Linked DNA regions of Mus musculus: regions 1, 2 and 3 are each linked to region 4. Evidence: chromatin contacts called from public promoter capture Hi-C data. All regions are on one chromosome and are shown on one strand. The core of a region is the stretch at or near the end of the contact, and the rest is flanking DNA. Distances in the headings are between cores, read along the strand shown.

What was found. Promoter capture Hi-C pulls out the DNA fragments that hold promoters and counts their contacts. Capture Hi-C pulls out chosen DNA fragments and counts their contacts.
Region 1: a promoter capture Hi-C map of macrophages shows a contact between it and region 4, with 6 read pairs. The contact joins the enhancer-like site here to the promoter of Fam71a in region 4. A contact is called at or near these places in 5 of 39 promoter capture datasets (the C10 cell line, macrophages, neutrophils and 2 more), 6 of 484 Hi-C or Micro-C datasets (B cells, adipose-derived mesenchymal stem cells, bone marrow-derived macrophages and 2 more), 2 of 115 datasets of contacts at active chromatin or transcription factors (both in bone marrow-derived macrophages) and 2 of 9 other capture datasets (adipose tissue and liver).
Region 2: a promoter capture Hi-C map of liver shows a contact between it and region 4. The contact joins the promoter of Vash2 here to the promoter of Fam71a in region 4. A contact is called at or near these places in 4 of 39 promoter capture datasets (the C10 cell line, liver, macrophages and 1 more), 1 of 15 datasets of contacts at CTCF or cohesin (the NIH/3T3 cell line), 2 of 484 Hi-C or Micro-C datasets (bone marrow-derived macrophages and embryonic stem cells), 2 of 115 datasets of contacts at active chromatin or transcription factors (embryonic stem cells and pancreatic cancer cells) and 3 of 9 other capture datasets (adipose tissue, liver and macrophages).
Region 3: a contact with region 4 is called in a promoter capture Hi-C map of liver. The contact joins the promoter of Nenf here to the promoter of Fam71a in region 4. A contact is called at or near these places in 8 of 39 promoter capture datasets (the C10 cell line, the HPC-7 cell line, liver and 4 more), 1 of 484 Hi-C or Micro-C datasets (bone marrow-derived macrophages), 2 of 115 datasets of contacts at active chromatin or transcription factors (bone marrow-derived macrophages and pancreatic cancer cells) and 3 of 9 other capture datasets (adipose tissue, liver and pancreatic islet).

What each region holds. Positions count from the first base shown.
Region 1 is chr1:190,996,423-190,999,533 of GRCm38.p6, reverse strand. It overlaps the pseudogene Gm8407. Among named protein-coding and RNA genes, the nearest start is that of Gm31373, 5.3 kb to the right of the region's middle. Within about 2 kb of position 1,268, at least 33 of the 459 cell types and tissues checked have an H3K27ac peak or open chromatin away from gene starts, as enhancers often do. A contact at or near this core is called in adipose-derived mesenchymal stem cells, bone marrow-derived macrophages and macrophages, where this site is marked.
Region 2 is chr1:190,977,470-190,980,746 of GRCm38.p6, reverse strand. Vash2 (vasohibin 2) reads left to right here and starts at 1,749. Exons shown (of 8, transcript NM_144879.2): 1 at 1,749-2,041; 2 at 2,160-2,566. The coding sequence starts at 2,291.
Region 3 is chr1:191,316,875-191,320,211 of GRCm38.p6, reverse strand. Nenf (neuron derived neurotrophic factor) reads left to right here and starts at 2,081. Exons shown (of 4, transcript NM_025424.3): 1 at 2,081-2,293. The coding sequence starts at 2,120.
Region 4 is chr1:191,163,088-191,166,253 of GRCm38.p6, reverse strand. Fam71a (family with sequence similarity 71, member A) reads left to right here and starts at 1,437. Exons shown (of 1, transcript NM_001109759.1): 1 at 1,437-3,166. The coding sequence starts at 1,810.

The DNA.
Region 1 (3,111 bases), core at 19-2,518, 170 kb after region 4:
AGTTGCTTTTGTCAAGATATTTTGCACACCAATAGGAAATATAACTAAGATGTACAATTGGTACCAGGAGTGGGGTTGCTACTGTGATGAACCTGACTATGTGGTTCTCAGGTCTTTGGAACTGGTTTACAGCAAGAATGTAGAAGAGTTTGGGATTTGGAGCTAAAAAACCCTTTGAATACTGAAAAGATAGCTTAGTGTGTCGTTCTGGCAGGGGTTTGGAACACCAGGTTGAGACAAATGCAGAAATTTATGAGGTTTCAAAGAGGAATAAAGAATTTTTTGGAGAACAAAACTAGACATGATTCTTGGTATATTCTGTCCAAAATTTTAGCTTTGTTCTTACCATGCCCTGAAATTTTGTGTCAGGCTAAATTTAAATATATCCAGGCCCACAGTAGAAAAAAATCAAAAAGTTGGGCAAAGAATAAATAAATAAATAAATAAATAAATAAAAATAATAATTTAAAAAATATGCAGTTTGGTGAAGAAAAAGAAAGTTTAAATTTGCAACCAATATGAATGCTAAATAAGAGTCTGTAATTGTTAAAGATAAACCCTATGCCTCGCACTGGGACAAGTAGGCCTCAACAGAAGATGCCACTCGGCTAAGGCTGCAACTTATAAAGATACGTATTCATTTTAAAAGAGAAAGCTCAGCTTAGAAGGTGGAAGGGGTTCCTTACTCCTGGAAAGCAACCCCCTAGGAAAATGTCTCCTCCAGAGACAACACACACAGCATGCTTCGTACTTCCTGCTTCTGTAGGTCAAAGTGGATCAGGCTCCATCACAAGATGGCAACAATGTTGACATCACTGTCCCCTTGATACTGTTTTTTTTTTTTTTCCCAAGCATGAAAGACTCAGGTTGAGAGGCTCACAAGAGCTGATCCATGGTTTCAGAGAGCCGCAAAGGCTAGTTGATGTGTGGTGGAGTTGTAATCCCTGCATGGAGGCCATGGAAGCCATTCTGTGAGGTCAAGATGATGCCTAAGTAGCATGGAGATCACAGAATACTGGAGATGCCAAAACCATGGCACATACCTTAGGAGAGAGGCATGTAGGAAGTGGAGCCATCTCAAGAGAGGGGCTTCACATGCTGAAGGTAGCCAAACTGGAATGAAAGGGCCCACATATATCCTTTGGAGCCCAGATGATTCCATCACAAACCTCAGATGATAGACATAGAGCCACAGGATTAGTCTTCTCAGGCACTTTGTTTAGTCTTGTGAAGCTGACTGGTCATATGTATGTAACACTTGATACTGTGAGTCACTGGGTAGCCTCATGATGCTGTGTCATCTTCCTGCCTCGGCTGCTTCTTAAGCACTCCCCAGTATACCATAAAATGTGTTATGAAAACATTAGGGAGCCTGAGTCTTGAAACCTGATCCTTTTTTTTAAATTAATATTACTAACTTGTGAGGATTATTTTTCTGCAGAAGGCATATAACTGCCTCTCAGTGATGCTGGCCCACTGTGCTCTTGTGGTGATATCCACATGTAAGAAGCAGTCTGGCTGATTTGAGAGGCATGGTGTTGTAGCGTATTAATCTGTTCTTGTTTATAATAGCTGCTAATAAATAGACCACAGTATCTAGCCATTTCCATATATGTCACACAAGATGCACAAAACAAATTCAGAAGACCTGGTGACACATGCACTCAGGAGATGGTGGCCAAGGGACCTGGGCAGCAAAGGAACAAAGCTTAGGTCCTCTTGTGATCCGGAAATAATGGTTCTTACGATTGTTGTATAACCCATAACACAGGACTAAAGAAAAAACTGAAGCCAGGCATGGTGGTGCATAACCCTAATCCTAACACTTAGAGGCAGAGGTGGGTGGATTTTTGTGAGTCTGAGGCTAGCCTGGTCTACAAAGCAAGTTCTGAGACAGCCAGGGCTACATAGAGAAACCCTGTCTCAAAATATCAAGACAGAGGGAGAGAGGGAGAGAGAGAGAGAGAGACAGACAGAGACAGAGACAGAGACAGAGAGAAACACACAGAGAGAGAAACACAGAGAGAGACAGAGACATAGAGAGAGAGAGACGGAGAGAGACAGAGAGATTCCCACACATGTGTGCCTCAGGACCCTGCTTCTTGTCCTCAGAGTTCCTGTCATACTGTTATCTATCTCTCTGCTCATGATGCTTTAATAAACTCTTTACTCCCAGCAATTCATTTCAGTGTCCCTCTTGAACCTGCATTTCTTAAACATTTCTTAAAATGAAACAAAATACTATAAAGACCTTTTCTTAGCTTTCCAATTCAATGAGACAGGAAAGGCAGGTAACCGCCTCAAGTGTGATCCAGGTGATCCGTGTGGGCCAAAGCAATAACGCTCAGATAGATAGCCCTACTGTCAGGACTGGAGAGATGGCTTAGCAGGTAAGAGTATTATCTGCTTTCCAGAGGACCTGGGTTCAATTCTCGGAATCTACATCGTGGCTCACAGCTCCAGTCTCAGAGGACAGAACATCCTTTTCTGGCCTCTGTGGGCACTGCATGCTTGTGGCTCTCAGATATACACGCTGAACATGGTGGCACACACCTTTAATCCCAGCACTCTGTGAGTTTGAGGCTAACCTGGTCTATGAAGCAAGTTCCAGGACAGCAGGGCTGTTATACAGAGAAACCCTGTCTTGAAAACAAAACAAAAACAAAAGCCCCAAAAGACAAAACAGAACAACAAAAGATAGTCCTACTATCCAGTAGGAGACGGTGAGGCCAGACACATTGGATCTGAAATCCATCTGTCAGAACTGCAACTACATACAACTTTTCCAAGACAGAAAAAAGTCTTTCAGAAAAGCATGGCTAGCCATTCTCACTTCAGCAGTTGGGAAAGCACAGCCTCTACTGGTCGTGTTCTGAACTGTTTGAGGAGAGAAGTGTATTGACACAAAGAAAGGGCAAGCCACCTCTAAAATCTTGGAGTCCCTGCTAGAGGAATGAGCCTGTCTCTGTCTCTGCCTTGAATCACCCAGAAGGTTGGATGAGACAGTGCTCCTGGCCTTGAGCTGGAGACCGACTGTGGTGCAGTGTGGGTTCCTTTATGACCTCGGCCTCAGATGCACTCCAGGCTGGAGCTGGTAGCAGCGTAAGGAAC
Region 2 (3,277 bases), core at 500-2,999, 190 kb after region 4:
ACCTAGACTTATTGGACCTCAGGGTCAGCAGTCTGTGGCTTCTTCCACTTTGGCTTGCTCTTTCTCAAAATAAAAGTAAGAGAGAGAGGAAGTGAGAGAGGGAGGGTGGGATGGAGGAAGCAAGAAGGAAGACACTATCACTAAGAAAAAGGTACTTTGGGCTGGTGAGATGGCTCAGTGGTTACTGGCTGGTCACCAAGCCCGAGGTCCTGAGTTTGACCCCTGGAACCTATGTGGTATAATGAGAGAATGGCCACCAGTACTTTGTCCTCTGATCTCGACACACACACACACACACACACACACACACACACACACTCCACACGTACACCTACATACTTACACACGCTCTCCAAATCCGTACACCTGCACACTTACACACGACAAATGCAAAATGTAAAAGGTTTAAAAATATTTATTTCTAATATTTTTAAATTACATGTCTTTGCATATATGTCAGAGTCAGCACAAACATGAGAGCGCAGGTGCCCAGGAGGCCCAACTTGTGTGATCCTCCTGAAGCTGAGAACGGGTGCTGAACCCAAAGTGCTGGTCTTCCTTAAAGACAGTGATCTTAACTCGCTGAACCCAATACTCCAGCCTCACGTATAAACACACACACACACACACACACACACACACACACACCACACCACACACACACCACACACCACACACACACACACACACACACACACACGGGCTGGGGGGGAGGGAGGGGGAGAGAGAGAGGGAAAGAGAGAGAGAGAGATAGAAGGAAGAAGAAGAAGAAGAAGAAGAAGAAGAAGAAGAAGAAGAAGAAGAAGAAGAAGAAGAAGAAGGGAAGGAAGGAAGGAAGGAAGGAAGGAAGAGGAGGAGGAGGAGGAGGAGGAGGAGGAGGAGGAGGAGGAGGAGGAGAAGACGACAAAGAGGAAGACGACGACAAAGAAGAGGAGGAGAAGCTGTGGGAAGGCCACTCCCTTGGCTTCAAGCATCCCTCTACAGTGACTACAGAACAGAAGGGGCTCGAATTGCCTCTCACAGCAGCTTGGGTTGAAGAACCTTGTTATCCACATCTACTAATAGAGGATTCAGGGCTGTACACACTTGTTAATCTGGGGAGAAACTTGTAATGGAGAATTTAAATAAGTATTAAAGTTGGCCTTTCCTAGAGCCACCCAGAGCCCTGTGTAGTCACTGTGCCCAGCTCCTCGACCAACACTGCTCCACCAGGCCCACTACTTCCTTATCTCATCTCCGGAGCTTAGCTGCTGCGCCTCTGCCCGAGGGAAACTGGATCTTAGTCCCTGGACAGTCGCTCCAGCTCCGCGGGGCTCCCAGGATACTGCAGCATCGGATTTCGCGTGGCAGCCCAGCTTCCCTAACTCGTATCCCCTCCCGCCCGGGAACCCTGGAACCAATCGCAGAGACGCAGAGCTCCGGGTTGTAGAGTCCCAAGCTCGGGACCCGCCCCTCTTTGTTGCGGTGTCCAATGGCCGCATTCGGAACATCGGCGGCTGCCCGGGTGACTCAGTTATATGTCACAGAATAACATTCGAGAATGGGACATGGAATGAGGCGACGACCGCCTCAACCCCAACAGCCTTCTGCAGCAATGAGGCCGGCCCGAGGTGGGTCCCCGGGCCCCGCGCGCGTCGTGGCGGCCCGCAGCTGCCACTCGCGGTGCCCGCGCGGGACCCGCGGGAAGGGGGCGGCGCTGCGCTTGCCCGGGAACCCCGGCTGGAGCCGCCCCTCTCGCGCCAGGGTTCGGGGGGCTTCCGGGAAGACGCCAGGCCTCCCTAACAAGCAGAGGCTGCTGCGGCTCCCTCGCGCCAACCCCGGGCGCTCACGTGCCCGCTCGCTGTGGGACCGTGGCAGTCCACCACATCTGGGGACCCAGGGATGCGTGAAGCTGGAGGGGACCCTCGAGTCTTCTTGCTACACAGCTGTCTTGCTTTTTCCTACCCCGTCCCCTCCTCACCCCGCGCTCCTTGCATGCCTCCCCATCCCCGAGTGCAGCTGGGTGTGAGGCTTCGTGGCGTCTTTCCAGCCGCCTTGCTAGGTAATCGGCGGGGCTGGAAGCTCGCGTTAGTCCTGAAGGGTGGGTCTGGGGCAGCGAGGCGGGAACCCCCATGCCTGTCTTATTGAGCTGCAGTGTCTGCTGTTTCCACTGCTTTCAGGCCCGGTCGGTGAGCGGGGTTCCCTTCGTGTGTCCTACGGCCGCGAGAGTTAAAGGCCACCCCAACCTCCCGCGGGGCCCTGATCCCCGGCGTGCCGGCGTCCTCCGCCCCCTTGCCGTGTGCCCCTCATCATGACCGGCTCTGCCGCCGACACTCACCGCTGCCCCCACCCCAAAATCACCAAAGGCACCCGATCCCGGAGCAGCCACGCGCGGCCCGTGAGCCTCGCCACCAGCGGGGGCTCCGAGGAGGAGGACAAAGACGGCGGGGTGCTGTTCCACGTGAACAAGAGCGGGTTCCCGATCGATAGCCACACCTGGGAGCGGATGTGGCTGCACGTTGCCAAGGTCCACCCCAGAGGGGGAGAGATGGTAGGCGCCATCAGAAACGCTGCCTTCCTGGCTAAGGTCAGTGGCTTCGCTGGAAAGGGTGGGATGGGATGGGCGGGTTGGCAGGGATGGGACCTGCTCAGCCCATCCTTGGCAGGGCAGGGAGAAGAGACCTCGTGTCCAGCTACTGAGTCCTGTTCTGCTGCCAAGAGGAGCAGGCAGGGGGCTTGCTGGCTAAGCTCTGAGGTTGGGCTGAGCCAAATCCATTATGTATTCAGCTCCTGTAATATCTTCATCAAAAGCTAATGTCACCAGGTCAACACCAACCACTCCAAGAAAGCATAGAACCCCAGGGTCCACCCTATCTGCCCTCCGTGAGTGTTTTACCTCCCCCCCCACCCCCAGGTCTCCCTAGCAAATGACTTATGGAGTGAATTTGTAATCAATCAGCCAGACTTCTCAGTGTGAATCATTCCTAGAGTTTTTGCTAACCATCTTCATCTTCATCATCACACTCTTCCTATCCTTTTATGACAGTGATTTTTGATTTTTACCTCTGAAGCTTACAGAGAACAGTGACCTGTCCCTTACCAGCTTAATCTGGCGCCAATGAAGCATTTGGCTGTGGCTTAAAGGGACTTTCCAGGACACTGGATGAATTAGTCTCTGGAGTAAAGGGAGACACCAAGTGACCCTCTCTTTTTTACTCGGGAGAGCAGCCAGGGAGCAACTGAGCTCAGTGGCCAAGGATATGGTTACAGAGAGACATGTTCTCTGGTGGGAGTGTCG
Region 3 (3,337 bases), core at 832-3,331, 150 kb before region 4:
TCTGGGCCTGTTGTCTTAGTAAGGTCATTTAACCTTCCTGTGCCCAGTAGCCTTATGGGTAATATGAAACTATCGCTACCTGTTTGTGGTGGTTGACTTTGATTGTCAACTTGATTGAATGAAGAACCCAAGAGTGTTGGTCAGCACGCCTTTATGTGTGTCTGTGGGGCCTTTCCAGACAGGAGAATACCTGTCCCAGATGTGGATAGCACATTGCACAGGTGGGGGTCCAGGGATGAAGAGAAATGGTGAAAGAAAAAGTAAGTAACTCTGGTGGTTTCCTCTCTGCCTCCTGATTGCTGAGGTGTGGACACACGGCCTATCCCCATCCCAGGGTGTTTCCCACCCTGGGGGACGGAATCTCCAAAACTGTGAGTCAAAATAAACCTTTATTTCCTTAAATTACTTCTTGTAAATCATTGGTTGTGAATAATGTATTTGTTACTAATACTAATTAGTTATCAATTAGCATGTTCATTGCTAATTAGCAATTAGTTACTAATTAGTATATTGAGTGCTAATACACTGTTCACAGAGCCCAGGGAATAAAAATGAGCCATCAGAAAGTCTTTAGAGCAGAGTTTCCTTTGAATTCCATCAAGGGGAAGTGCTGCCTGAGATTGGCAGGCTCAAGGGAAGGGAGAGCAGGGGATCCGCTGTGAGCATCCATTCCCTGCCTTAGACCACAGCAGCCATCAAACTCCAGCTTCCCTCCCAAGATTCTAGCCTCTTATTTCATAGCTCCAGACATGTGAGCCACACCTCCTCCTCCCTGTGGCTGGTCTTCTCTGCCACAGGTCTCAGCCTCAGCCTCTGTCACCTGTGTGGCCAGCAGTCTGCTTTCCTGTTGGATACAGCTAAGAAATAAATACTAGGAAACATTATTGGAAAATAATTTCTACATTCTTTTTAAATTTTACTTATATGTATGGCTGTTTTGCTTGTATACCACATTTGTACCTGGTGCCTGCAGAGGCCAGAAAGGGTGTCAGGGCCCCTGGGACTGGAGTTACAAATGCTTGTGAACTGCCGTGTAAGTGTAGAATCCAGGACCTCTGGGAGAACAGGCAGCGCATTTCATGTGGTCAGGAGAAATTGCAGGAAGAATCTTTTGGCTTCCTGACACACAGGCCTGCAGAGCGAGAAGAGGCTGGAGCAGCCAGAGTGCTCAAGGCCAGAGATATTGTCAAGATGTGTTAGGCCTCAAGAAGGCTGTGATATTTCACCCTGGGAGTTAGAAGGGCCTCTTCAACCTTGAGATTCTGCGACTCGGTATAAAGCAGATAATGTGTTGTGAGTTTGGCACAGCCTTCAAAGCCATAATCATGTTCGTTGCAACACAATTCTATAAAAGAGCCAGGCTAGGAAGATCCCTGCAAGGTCAGCCTTGGGACATAGCCAGCCTGAAAAACAGAACGAAATCCTGGAAGGAAAGGAAGGGAGGGGAAGGACAGGGGATAGGAAAGGAAGGGAAGGGAAGGGAAGGGAAGGGAAGGGAAGGGAAGGGAAGGGAAGGGAAGGGAAGGGAAGGGGGGGGGGAAGGGAAGGGGATAGGAGAGGAAGGGAATGGAAGGGAAGGGAAAGGGATAGGAGAGGAAGGGAAGGGAAGGAAAGGAAAGGAAAGGAAAGGAAAGGAAAGGAAAAAAGAAAAGAAAGGAACGAGGGAAAGACAGATGGGGAAGAGGAAGGAAGAGAGTGAGGGAAGGAAGGAATGAAAGATGGGGGAAGGAGAGGGAGGAGAGGAAGGGAGTAAGGGAAAGGGATGGAGAGAAGAAAGAAGGAAGGGAGGGAGGGAGGAAGGGAGGAAGGAAGGAAGGAAGGAAGGAAGGACGGAAGGAAGGAAGGAAGGAAGGAAGGAAGGAAGGAAGGAAGGAAGGAAGGGGGGGCAAGTTACTCGGGCCTGGTGCCACTAGTGTATAATCCCAATTCTCTGGAGACTGAGGCAGAAGGATAGCCACCAGTTCAAGAACATTACAGGCTATGTAGTAGGACTTAGCGTCAGAGAGAAAGGAGGAGAGGACAAATTGATAAGGCTGGGTCCTGTCTTACAGGGCCCCTCCCTAGGAGCCGACTGTGCTCCGCCCCGCCCCGCCGTCCTCCCGCCTGCTCCTCGCTGTCTATGGCGCGCCCCGCGCCCTGGTGGCGGCTGCGGCTGCTGGCGGCGCTCGTCCTGGCGCTGGCTCTGGTCCCAGTGCCCTCAGCCTGGGCTGGGCAGACGCCGCGCCCCGCAGAGCGCGGGCCCCCGGTGCGGCTCTTCACCGAGGAGGAGCTGGCCCGCTACGGCGGCGAGGAGGTAGGCGGCGCGGCCTGGGCCGGCGGCTGTCCCGAGCTGACTGGTGGCGGGGACCCACGCGAGGCCGGGTGGAGGCAGGGCGTCGCCCTGACGCCCCACCCCGCGCTTCCTCCGCCCCGCCTTGTCGCTGTGGGTCTGAGTACAGACCTCAGACCCTTCTAGATTTTAGTGTGAGGGTGAGCTGGGGTCACACGGCCTACAGTTTGTGCAAAGTGACCGGCCTGAGAGTGCGCACTGAGCTAGGGGGGTCTGGGGCCGGCAGGATGATCCAAGCCTTTCCTTTCCTGCCCCGGTGTCCCGGGCCTACTGAAGCTCACCCTTCAGACCCCATTTAGTGTCTGGGCTGGTGGGGATGAACGCAAAGGAGGAAATAACACTACCCGATATGGGTAGCTGCTTTAGATGGGGAGGAAGCCTGAATCCAGTTAGGAAGAACCGGTCTCTTGGCATTGTAGTGATTCCAGGAATTAATCCCCTACCTTTACAGATAGGGAAACTGAGGCACGTGCTCAGTGGTACAGGAGGGAAGGACCCGTGTTGCTTCGCTGAATCTATGTGCCCTGAGCTCCCTAGCTTCGGTGTTAGCGAACCTTACATAGACCAAATATGCAAGGGTCTCTCCCAAAACAGATCTTTAGGGATGAAAGCTGAGGCCAGTGGTTCTCAGCCTGTGGGTCCTAAGACTGTCAGAAAACACAGATGCTTACATTAGGATTCATAACAGTAGCAAAATTACAATGATGAAGTAGCAATGGAAATCATTTTATGGTTGTGGGGGTCACCACCGCATGTGAAACTGTTTAGAGTTGCAGCGTTAGGAAGGTTGAGGACCGCTGCTTTTTTTTTTTTTCTGGCCGCGCTTGCTCCCGTCTATTTATTTATTATATACAAGTACAATGTAGCTGTCCTCAGACACTCCAGAAGAGGGCATCAGATCTCATTGCAGATGGTCGTGAGCCACCATGTGGTTGCTGGGATTTGAACTCATGACCTCTGGAAGAGCAGTCAGTGCTCTAAACTGCTGAGCTATCTCTGCAGCCCAAG
Region 4 (3,166 bases), core at 188-2,687:
GTGAGTGGAAACACACAGCATACTATTTAACATTTAAATGCTTTGAGCACATGCATGGTGCTTCAGGTGGAGAATCTAGATTTTGCTCATCTGCCTATCAATTAATAAACAGGTTTGTGTGCTTCCACAGCCTGATAGTGATAGCCTCATTCATAAAGAACACGTGTCTGGAATATGACTTCAAACCAACTGGGCGAGCCTGGAGTAGGGGTCCAAGTGGCAATAATGTGGAAACCCTGAGTCTGGCTATGTGGCTGTGGCGATAGGCAGTCATGAGAATGTAAATGAGATGTAAATGAGATGTAAATGGATTTCTACAGCTCTCCCCAACAGCAGGGCTGTTCGGACTTGGAATTTGAGGACCTTGATTCCTTACCCCTTGCCCTATGCTGTGCATTTCACTAAACACAGTGTGGAAAACTGGGAAGCAAAACCTGGGGTCCTTAAGAGAGTAAACGGTTCTTTACAAAAGCAAAACTGACAGGAAAAATTATGTGGCCCCTGACTCACAAACCCCCTCGCCTCAGCTCACCTACTATCTAAAGTGATTGTCCTGCTTTCTTTATCACACTCTATACACACACACACACACACACACACACACACACACATGCACACATAAGCACACACACATGTGGCACACACATGCATACACAAGCACACACACATGCAGACACACATATACACACAAGCACACACACATACAGGCACATGAATGCACACACATGCAGACACACATATGCACACATACGCATACACACACACACACACACACACAAACACGCACATTATATACAATTTCCCATGATGTAGTAAAAACAAATCAGTCTAGTTTGAAAACATTTGACTGACCCAAGTTTCTCTCAAGAGGCAAAGCCATGTGGTGATTTAAAATAAGGATTTTAGAATGAGCAAGACTTGGATTCGAACATTATAGTTTGTGGGTATAAGTGATTAACCTTTAGTGTCTTTGTCCTGTGAACTAGTACACATCCATGGATCCTTCCACCGGTATGTGAAATATCACACATAGTACAGTGAGAGTAAGCAATAATCTTAGTAGAGGCCAGAGCTGTCCTGAAAGGTTATCAGCATCAACATTTAGTGAGGTTTCCTGGAAGAATCAAGAACAGTATCCAGGCTGTCCAATAAAATGAAACCATAAACTCAGATGTTTCCAATCTCCCCATTTCCTCGAATTCCCACAGGCTTTGAATCTTTTCAGTTTGGGCTAAGAGAAGGAAGTACTCATATACAATGTTCCCATTTGGAAGTACTTATATACAATGTTCCCATCTGATGCCATTTCATGTTGGTACCCTCCTGGTCCTGTCCTCCTGGAGGGCAGCTGGGGGATGGGACAAAGGGGGATGTGCCAGCGACAGGTCACAAAGGGAGAGGGGGATAAATATGGCTGTGCAGGGGCTTCAGGCTCTAGTGGTCACCTCTCTCACTAGGGCTGCAGTTTGTAGACTCTCAGGGAGCTTTCAAAAAAAATTACAGGTGGAGGTCAAAGGCGTTGTAGACCCTGAAGAGAACCTCCCTGGAGTCTACCCTGCATCTTTGGAGAGGTTGGACTTGGGGTCCAGGCACTCAACAGCACCCCTTGCCAATCATCTGTGCTCCCTTCCCACCCCCAGCCCAGGCCTCTTGGAGGCTCTGAGGCAAACTGGGGGCTTGTGGGGTGGGGTTGAGAAGACCTGTTGTAGCGCCACCTTTGTGACCCAGGAGCACTGTGGCTCCCCTCATCTGTGGAGACCAAGAAAGACGCAGGAACCCACCTTGCCAGCATACCTTTCTTGACACAAAATGGACGTAAAGGAAGAGTCTCTGTTACCATATTATACAGCCCAGAGTGGTGCTGAAGTCGGCATGTTCAACGGCTTGTTCGACACCGCCACGGGGAAATTACAGCAGCAGTTGCACAAAGGAGAGTATGATATATTCAAGTACGCGCCGATATTCGAGAGCGACTTCATCCAGATCACCAGATATGGAGAAGTGATCGACGTGCACAATCGTGTCCGAATGGTGACTGTGGGCATTGCGTGCACCAGTCCCATCCTTCCACTCCCTGATGTCATGCTGCTGGCCCGACCAGCACCATTCGATGAGCTTCTGGGACATGGCCAGTCCACCAACAGCACCAAAGGCAAAAAACGCAAGGCTGGAAAGACCTTGGAGCTCACTAGGCTCCTTCCTTTGAAGTTTGTAAGGATTTCTGTTCACAGACGTGATGAACAACAGCTACGTCTCAAGTTTGCTACTGGCCGTTCTTGCTACCTGCAGTTGTGCCCCCCTCCCGAAAGCAAGGATGATCTCTTTTCCTACTGGGAAAAATTGATTGACCTCCTGAGACCACCTGTGGACAGTAACACCAGTACCTATGCCATCCCAGCAGGGGACATGATGAGCACGCCTTTTCTGGATGAAGAACTGAAGATACCAAAAAAAAAAGGCAAAAGAAAATCCGGCCACCGAAAAAAAAGAGATCTATACAAGGTCAGCGTCAAAAGCCTCCCCGCGACCACAGATGTGAGTGCGATCAGCTCTTCTGCTTTTTCTGGTGGGGAGGAAACCCATGATTCTCACATATCCACTATTGTGTCCAGGATACCCACGCCCAAAGTAAGCTCAAAAGTCCTTGCCAGAGAGTCGGCATCAGAGGCAATAGTGTGTGACCTAGTAGACTCTTTGAGCTTGGCAGCAAACATGCCTGAAGGCTTGGGACAGATAAACAAAGCTACAGTAGAGGAGGCTGCCTTGGGAGCAAGAGGAAGCAAAAGCCATTTGACCATAGCAAGCACTGGCAAAATGTCGCCAAAGAGCATGAAGATTGCCTTGGCAGGGATGGCAAGCAAGTCCTTGGAGTATATTCCCAGTTCACCTGCCAGCCTCTCCCGCAAAGAGATCATGACTGTAACAAATTCCAGGATTGAGACTACAGGAAAGTCTGTTGGAGAAACAGCAAATGACCCAGTCCCAGTTGTCCTCGCCTTGACCTTGCCAAGCGAAAGCCACTCAAATGAAGAGACTGGACGTCGGAAAGCCTATGAGACCAGTACCAAAGCCCATAAGGAAAGGAGGTCGAGAAGGGACCAGAGAGCAAAGGAAAGAGTTGGCAGCAGGAGTGAGCAGCACCAGAGGACAGGAGAAGGTCACAAGA